2 separate regions of the Sus scrofa genome follow, and region 1 is linked to region 2. A link is a contact called in public Hi-C data. All regions are on one chromosome and are shown on one strand. Each heading gives the region's core, a stretch centred on a gene start, on an enhancer-like site or on the middle of the called end of the contact. The rest is flanking DNA. Distances are from core to core; before and after follow the strand shown. Region 1 holds the start of PPP6R2 (protein phosphatase 6 regulatory subunit 2). Region 2 overlaps PPP6R2 (protein phosphatase 6 regulatory subunit 2).

Evidence for each region. A called contact is a pair of places that touch in the nucleus more often than the background predicts.
Region 1: a contact with region 2 is called in a Hi-C map of liver, with 4 times the contacts expected there. The contact joins the promoter of PPP6R2 here to the enhancer-like site in region 2. A contact is called at or near these places in 5 of 47 Hi-C or Micro-C datasets (brain, embryonic fibroblasts, liver and 1 more).

The regions. Positions count from the first base shown.
Region 1 is chr5:339,975-344,162 of Sscrofa11.1, forward strand. It overlaps PPP6R2 (protein phosphatase 6 regulatory subunit 2), which reads right to left and starts at 1,553. Exons shown (of 23, transcript NM_001206372.1): 1 at 1,424-1,553.
Region 2 is chr5:302,278-306,716 of Sscrofa11.1, forward strand. It overlaps PPP6R2 (protein phosphatase 6 regulatory subunit 2), which reads right to left. Exons shown (of 23, transcript NM_001206372.1): 6 at 2,813-2,925; 7 at 2,430-2,543; 8 at 918-1,044; 9 at 45-197. Among named protein-coding and RNA genes, the nearest start is that of PPP6R2, 37 kb to the right of the region's middle. Within about 2 kb of position 2,359, at least 2 of the 83 cell types and tissues checked have an H3K27ac peak or open chromatin away from gene starts, as enhancers often do. A contact at or near this core is called in liver, where this site is marked.

The sequences.
Region 1 (4,188 bases), core at 303-2,802, 37 kb after region 2:
TGCCGTACAATTTCAATGTAGGAGTGTGAGTTACCTTTTTTTTTTTTTTCCTTTTTGGCCTCCCCAAGGAATTTGGAGTTCCTCAGCCAGGCGTCAGATCCGAGCTACAGTTCGACCTACACCACAGCTGTGGCAATGCCGGGGATCTTTAACCCACTGTGCCAGGCTGGGGATTGAAGCTGCATCCCAGCGCTGCCGACATCACCGCTCCCGTTGCGACACAGGGGGAGCTCGGGGTTTCCTCCTGTTTACACTGCTTAGGACACAGAGTGCTTTCTAAAGCTACGCTCTCTCTCTCTCGCTGAGTCAAAGCTACTAACACTTTGCGTAACGGCTCTCCTCCTCTTCCCACTTTTCCATCCTGGGCTCCAACTGTGTTTTTCAGGACACGCACCTCACCCTCCACTTCTCTGAGTGCCACTTCCCATCTCCCGTCTCCCGGCTGCACCCGGGAGAGCCTCTTTAGGGATATATTCCAGTTCACTACTTCTGCCTTCAGTCATGTTTAATCTGTCTAATCCACAAGTACTGAGTTTTTTATTTCAACTTTTTTTTTCATTTCTGAAAGTTCTAAGTGGATCACTGTGACACTTCGGTTTTCATTACTAATTTTTATTCCATTTTGTATTTCTTTACACACTTCACGCATTATCACATATACTGTGTCTGAGTACTGGACGCCTGCACTCGCTGGGGCACCTAATCATGCCCACTCCGATCACAAGGTGTGTGTGCGTGTGCTCAAGTTTGCTGACATTTAATCAGTGGAGTCCTGAGGGCCTACACTGAGTCTGCTTTGCTCTGAAAAGGATTTACGCTTTCTTCAGCAAGGAGCGAAAGGGTGCTATCTCTTCTTGTCCTCTCGGCCTCTGAGCAGTTAGCTTGCGCCAGGGCACTCACAAGAGGTCGCGCATCTGTCATTTACCCAGCCTCTCAGTGGACGGCAATGGGAGGCCTTTCAGGAGCACCTACCGCTGCAGGAGCACAAGTCCCCCCATCCCACCTGGCAGGTGGAGGCCTTCCCACAGGTAAGGCAGGGCATGGGCCTCTCTACACACGCCCAATGCACCCGTTTTTATCTGGATTACACTTGGGCTTGGAGGGACCAAGGCACTTTTTCGCAACACGGCATCTCAAAACCAGACACAGGAGGGTCAAAAAAACCCCAGGAGTGGCATTCCCACCGTGGAGCAGCTGTGGCCCAGGTTGCAGATGCGGCTCGTATTCCATCCCTGGCCTGGGAACTTTCATAGGCTGCCAGTATAACCAAAAAAGGAAAGAAAACAAAACCCACAAGTCAGGAAACTCTATGCACATCTTCAAAACTGAAATTTTTTGCTGTCATCCATCTCTGAATGTCCACTTATACAGCATATTTACGCAAATTACACAATAAAGTAGAATCAAACAAAAATTATCTTACCTTCCGTGGAAACTTCTTGTTTAAACTTTGTATTTAGGCAAAATATAAAAACATTTGGGATTTTTTCTTGGCGTATATGCAACCTTAAGAAAAATATTTTCACTCAATAGAAGATTTATAATCTCTTCACCTGAAAAATAAGAGGGAAAAAACTTAGGTTCTGCTTTTGTGAAGTTAACTTACCAAAATGCTAAGGAAAAGAAAAACAAGTCGTTGTCTTTACTTACTAATCAAATTTTATAATCAGGGGTCTAGAAACTTCCTTGCGTTTGACTGTTCTAGAGACGGGTACCAATGATACACACCTGTCCTACGTCTGTTAACTATTAACTACCTCAACGGTTAGAATACAAGGACATGAGAAGGCTCTCGGGCCTGAAGGTGTCCAGCTTCATGCCCAGACACTACCATCAGCAGGAAACACAGACCCTGGTGGCAAGGTGACCAGGCCGCTGACCCTGGTCGCGAGGTGACCGGGCAGCTCACTGATGATCCATCGCTACGTCAGAAGAGGAGAACTCCCAAGCGCTCCTGGTGGGTCTCAAAACACCCTTCCAAACAACATGACTAGTGGTCCTTGCTGAGATGACTGCCTTCAAGACATGCAGCAAAAACGAACCAGTAGGGCCCAGAACTGTTTATTTTGTGTTTGCATGGATCATGATTTTTAACTTTTGAAAATTATACTTTAGCAATAAGGAGTTACCATTCTGAAACATAAGAGCTTTATGAGACATAATTATCAAATGTAATATTTAGATCTTGTTTGGGTCCAATTAAAACAGATCGACTAGGAGTTCCCATTGTGGCGCAGCAGAAACAATCCAACTAGGAACCAAGAGGTTGCAGGTTTGAGCCCAGGCCTCGCTCAGTGGGTTAAGGATCTGGCATTGCCATGAGCTGTGGTGCAGGCTGGAAGCTGTAGCTCCGATTCGACCCCTAGCCTGGGAACCTCCATATGCCATGGGTATGGCCCTAAAAAGACAAAAAAAAAAAATCAAAAATAAAAAAATAAAACAAATCAACTGGAAGAGCGTGTGTGTGTGTGTCTTTTGGGGGCAGCACCCAAGCCATATAGAGGTTCCAGGCTAGGGGTTGAATCGGAGCTGTAGCTGCCGGCCTCCACCACAGCCACAGCAACGTCACATCCAAGCCGCGTCTTGGACCCGCACCACTGCTCACGGCAATGCCAGATCCTTAACCCACTGAGCAAGTCCAGGGATTGAACCTGCGTTCTCATGGATGCTAATCAGATTCGTTTCCACTGAGCCACAAGGGGAACTCCTGGAAGAGGGTATTTTTCAAGCTGCTGGAGAAATCTGAATAGGGACTGGTATTAGATGACACTACAATTCTCTTCTAAAATGACATGATAGCTATATTTTTATTTATTTCTTGGCTGTGCCTGCCACACACAGTTATAATACGCATGTTCAAGGACTTAAAGCAGAATAGAGAGAATGAGTGAAAAAGTAAAATCTCAGCAGAGAACTCAAACTACATAGAAAAACAAAAATGACTATTCTACAACTGAAAAAATACATCTGAAGTAAAAATATATACTGGATGAAGTTGATGAAATTGGAGACTGAAAAAGAAAGTGTCAGTAAACCTAAGATAAACAGCAACCAATCAATCTGAGGCAGCAGAAAAAAGGTTTTTATTAAAAATGAATAGGGGAGTTCCCACTGTGGCACCGGGTTAAGAATCTGACTGCAACAGCCCAGGTCACTGTAGGGGTGCAAATTCGATCCCCAGCCCAGAGCAGTGGGTTAAAGGATCCGGCATAGCTGCAGGATGGCACAGGTCACAGCTTCGGCTTGGACTCGATCCCTGGACTGGGAACTTCCATACGCTGTGGGTACAATATAAAGGAAAAAAAATGAAGAGAGACTCACTGAACTATGCAACAATATAAATTGGTCCGCCATGCGTGCAACTGAAATCTCAGAGGAATATGAGAGAATAGGACATAAAAATACATGAAACTACAGCCAAAAATTTCCCAAATTTCGTAAAAGAACCTCCTAAAAAAGTATCACACAGAAGTCTCACCCCATCCCTGTGCCTTCATCCTGCTCGCTTCCTCTCAATGTATCTTTATTAATTTTCTGCTTTACTGCTTCATTACAAATGTAATTTTTCATTCTTTCCAGCCCTTCCTATATAAAATGTAACAAACTACAAATTCTATTCTGTACCTTGCTTGTTCCACAGAGGTCTTCCTTACTCTTTTCTTTTTAAAAAAGAAACATTGTTACTAACCTCAAATACCATACAGAAATGTACACAAATCATAAGCGAAGGCACTACATTTTCACAAAATAAACCCATCCACGCAACCACCATCCAGTTCAAGGAACTGGATGACCAGCAGCCAGAAAGACTCAAGTTCCAAAAGGTGCTGACCATTGTCCTGACCTGAATCACACACTAGACTGACTCTCCGTGTGACAGCTGTACAGGGCTCCGTATGTGCACTCACTCCTGGGATGGACAGACAGGTGTTTCTAGTTTTTCTACTATAATAGTTCTGCAATGAATAGATTTTTGCATAAGTCACTTCATATTTTTGCCAGCATATCTTTAAGACAGATTCCTAGATATGTGATTCCAGATCCAAAAAATAGAAGCATATAAAAATTTGCAAGATACAGACAAATCCTCTTCCAGAGGCATTTTACAATTCTGCATTCCTACTGCCAAGAAGACAGCCAGCTTCCACACAGCCTTGTCAAAAGAATGTATGGTTCCATTTTTGGATT
Region 2 (4,439 bases), core at 1,109-3,608:
CCAAAGACGCAGGGCAGATGCAGACTAGCGGTGGGGCCGCTCACCAGCAGCAAGCCCATGGTGTTGAGCCGGCAGAGCTCCTGGTTGATGCTGGGCGTGTTCGTGTGCAGCAGGGCAGCCACGAGGCGGGCGCCGTGCAGGCGGGCGTTGCCCAGGGGCTCCTCCAGCACACCGATGGTGGTCAGGATCGCTTTTTTCTGCAAACACAGAAGCACCACCCTGTTGGAGCCTGTAGCCACGGGGATCACTGTGGGCCCCTCTTAGCTCAGGCGCCAACTGTGAAAGGGCCAGGCCACTGCTGCATGACGAGGCCCAGCCAGGGCAGGTCCTCGAGGCAATGCTGCCTGCAGGAGGACACGAGGGGTCAGTCCTCAGGCTCACGGGAGTGACTGGGGGTGGGTCCCAGCATCCTGGGCTCAGCCTGCCAGCCGAGGACAAGTGACCTCAGCCTACAAGGCGCGTCCAGGATGGGGCCAGCTCTCTCTGGGGACAGACTCGGGATGCTGAGCCAGCAAGACACCTACGAAAGCTCTCGAAGGTGACTGGAGACACAGTGACCTCGTGAGACCGGGCACTCCTACACACATGGCACAGTGCATCTGCCTTTTCCCTGAAGGACTGTTCCAGAAGCCCGGCCTTCACGAAGCTTCCTCTGCAGCCGAGGAGGCAGCCCATAAGCAAGCTGACATTTCCTGCAGACCAGGGCGGGTGCGGCGCTCCGAGGGAAGGGAAAGGACAACGAGCCAGGCCGGGGGGCCAGCCGGGGTTCGGGGGGCAGGGAGTCAGTCCCCAGCGAGACCAAGCACTGCCCGGAGCTGCTCAGCTGACCCTTGGCTGGGTGCCTCCAACTCAGAGACCAGGCCCACAGTGAAGTCAGGCCCTCGGACAGCCCTGCGCGGGGCGACGCAGGAGCCTACCTTTGGCGGGCTGAGCAGAAGCTGGTGGAAGTCCTTCAGCCGTGGCTCAATGCCGAGCAGGACACCGCTGCTGACGGCACACAGCCTGTCCAGTCCCTGAGAGCAGGAGTCCACCAAGCCCTCTGTCCTGTGGACGGGAGGGCAGGTGGAGACACAGAGAGGCCGCCAGGGAGGCAGCTGCCTGCGGGGTGGGGGCCCGGGCGACGCCCCAAAGGGCTGCAGGCCTCAACTCACTGGACCCAGCGCTGCTCTCCCCTCCCACCTGCAAGTACTCACTGCTGTCCCCACTCTTTGGCCACACTGTCCCTGTAGCTTTTTCAAGCTAACTTCTCTGAGATCTTTATTTAAACTTTTGCCAGTATGAGAGGACTACACAACCATCACAGAAGAAAGGGTTAAGTACATAAACGGCGCCTCTTGGTTTTCCTCACTTTCCCGCCGGGCCTGGAGCCGAGTCCCCACTTCCTGCAGGAGGGGCCCAGGCCTCCTGGTTCGCGAAGATGAAAATCAATATTCTGGTTGCCTAACTACAGAAAATGACGATGACATCGATTCCCTATAGACATACAGTGACAACTACTGTCTGCAGGTACTAGTCATCTTGTTCTTCGGTAATAAGCCAAGAAGCAGGTACTGGGTACCAGAAAGAGAGATACCACCGATCATCTCACCACTGAGATTGTCCAATGTCTTCTGTCATTTTCTGGTTGTTCTGTTTTCTCTTTTTTTCTCTTCCCCCCCCATTTTAGGCCTGCAAATTTGGCATATGTAAGTTCCCAGGCCAGGGGTCCAAGTGGAACTGCAGCTGCCAGCCTACACCACAAGTCACAGCAACATGGGATCTGAGTCAAGACTGCGACCTACACCACAGCTCACGGCAACGCTGGAGCCGTAACCCACTGAGCGAGGCCAGGGATAGAACCTGCGTCTTCATGGATACTAGTTGGGCTCATTACCACTGCACCACAACGGGAACTCCCTTTTTTCTTTCTTTTAAAAAATGTACCGGCTCTCAGTGCTGGGGCTACAGGGAGGTTCCCTCCAGCACGAGGACAGGGGGAGCCACGGTCTCCTTGGGGGAGTCAGGCCCCTCACCTTGCACGTGACATAACTGAGCATGCTCAAGCGCGCGCACGCGCACACTCACACACACGTGCGCTTACACATATGCACATGCACACACACAGGTGCGCTGTGCCATGAGGATGCGGGATTCCCCACAGGCCTGGGGGAAGCCCTCCCGCAGGGCCTATTCCGCAGCCACGTCTACAAACACTGTGCAAACTGGCAGCAGGGGGTGCCTTTGGGCTGACGTGGGAACATGATCGATGGCGAAGGTCAAAGGGGACTTGGCAACAGCCCTAAAGCTGACCTTTTCCATAAGGAGCATCCATCTACGTGATCACTTGCATGAGGAGACACCAGGCAAACACACACAGCACATGCGGCCACCCCGCCCGTCCCTGAAGCGCCAGCTCCGCCCCGGGCAGCAGCTCCCTCGGGGACACTCACCCAGGCCGCCTGGTCTCCAGCAGGGTCAGCAGCACCTGCGTCCCGCTGACGAGGCAGCCCTCGGTCTGGGCTCCGTCAAACATGTTCCTCAGCAGCTGCTCCACACAGTCCTGCCTGGGGGAACGCCTCGGGGTCAGGGCCTGGAGCAGCAGGCGCACAGTACCCGCCCCCCGCCCCCGCGGAGGAGCAGCACCCTGAGTCCCGGGGGGGGGGATCGGGGCGCAGGCCAGGCTCCCAGGGCTCTCAGACACTGCCGCTCAGGCCGGCCTGCCAGGAGACCCCCCCCCCCCACTGGGGGACACAGACCAGGGGTTCGTGGTGGCTCAGGTGAGCACGTCTCAGGCAGGGAGGGGGCTCAGAGCAGGGCCCCACGCAGCACTCACGACTCCAGCACCGTGAGGAGGGGGTCTGGCTCCGGAGCCTCCTGCCGCTGGCCGCCCTGCTCTCTGCCCAGCCTGACGATGTCACAGAGCGTCTGGGACGCATTGGACTGACTCTGCAAGGACGGAATGCAGAGCCTCCCTCAGAGACGCCGGACTCCGAGCTCCTTCGTACCAGAGAGGCCCGGCCGCCCTCCCTACAGGGTGTGGACCTGGTCAGACCCCAGAGCTCAAGCGGGGCCGCACGCAGACACTACTCCACCCCTCAAAGACGCACCACCTGCTGACTGTGTTACCCACACAGTATTTTAAATCAGTAGGTGGCTATTAAGATTCAGAATGAGTCCTGCGAGGAGTTCCCATTGGCTCAGTGGTTAATGAACCCAACTAGGATCCACGAGGACGCGGGTTTGATCTCTCGCCTCGATCAACAGGTCAAGGATCCGGTGTTGCCGTGAGCTGTGCTGTAGCTCACGGATGTGGCTCCGATCCTGCGTGGCTGTGGCTGTGGTGTAGGTCAGCAGCTGCAGCTCCGATTCGACCCCCAGCCTGGGAACCTCCATAAGCCACAAGTGCAGCCCTAAAGACCAAGAGAAGAAAAAAAGAAAAGGGATGAGTCCTGTGAGCTGATGCAAACATGGCAGCTGCCACGGAGAAAGCAGAGGCTCTGCTCTTCTAGGGAATGGCTGAGCCTGGGGAAATTCAGAATCTCTGACTTGGTGGATTTGTCAAGAACGTGGGGTCTCTCTGTGGGTAAGGTGAACAAGGTAAGAGAGACGCTCAGCTCCCCCCCTCCCCCCTGCCACCCCGCACCTCGCTCCCCTCAGGGAACACGCAGCCCTGCCGTGTGCCCGCGTACCCTGCGGGAGGATGGGCAGAAAGGTGCTCGTGACCATTACAGGGAAAATGAAAGTGGCCAGGCGGGCTCTGTCCTCCACGAACTCCGAGGCGCCAAGAACAGCACATTCAGGTCGACAAGTGCAGGACAGGGCCCTGCGCTCTCAACAGCAATACGGGTGAGGTGGGCGGGGCCGGCGGAAAGGTGGGCGGGGTTGAGGGGGGAGGTGGGTGGGGGCTCTGCCTCCGCCCCCCAGGAGGTGGGGGAGTGGGGGCTTCTTCCCCCAGCTCACACCTCCTCCAGCAGGAGCGCCGGGGCTGCGGCCGGAGCCCCCCCACACCCGCTGGAGGAGGATGCAGCCGGGGGCGCCCCGCGGCGAGGCCGAGTGGTGCGGAGGGAGCCGAGGGCAGCCTCGCCCACCGCCCTCAAGGAGCTGAGTTGGGCGGAGCCACCCCTGAGCCCCATCTAAGCCCAGGGACAACCACCTTCTGGTGAGAAACCCCGCAGAGGGCCGGAAGTAAGGAAGTAAGATTTTAAAAATACTGTTACAGGCAACTACGTTTTGGGGTGATCTGTTACTCGGTCGTAGATAACTAATACAATTCTGTTTGACCGAACTGTTTTGTTTTGTTTTGGCTTGGCTTTTTTTAGGGCCGCACTCGCGGCACATGGAGGTTCCCAAGCTAGCGGTCGAATCAGAGCTACAGCTGCTGGCCTGCACCACAGCCACAGCCCCGCGGAATCCGAGCCACGTCTGCGAGCTCTACCGCAGCTCACGGCAACGCCGGATCC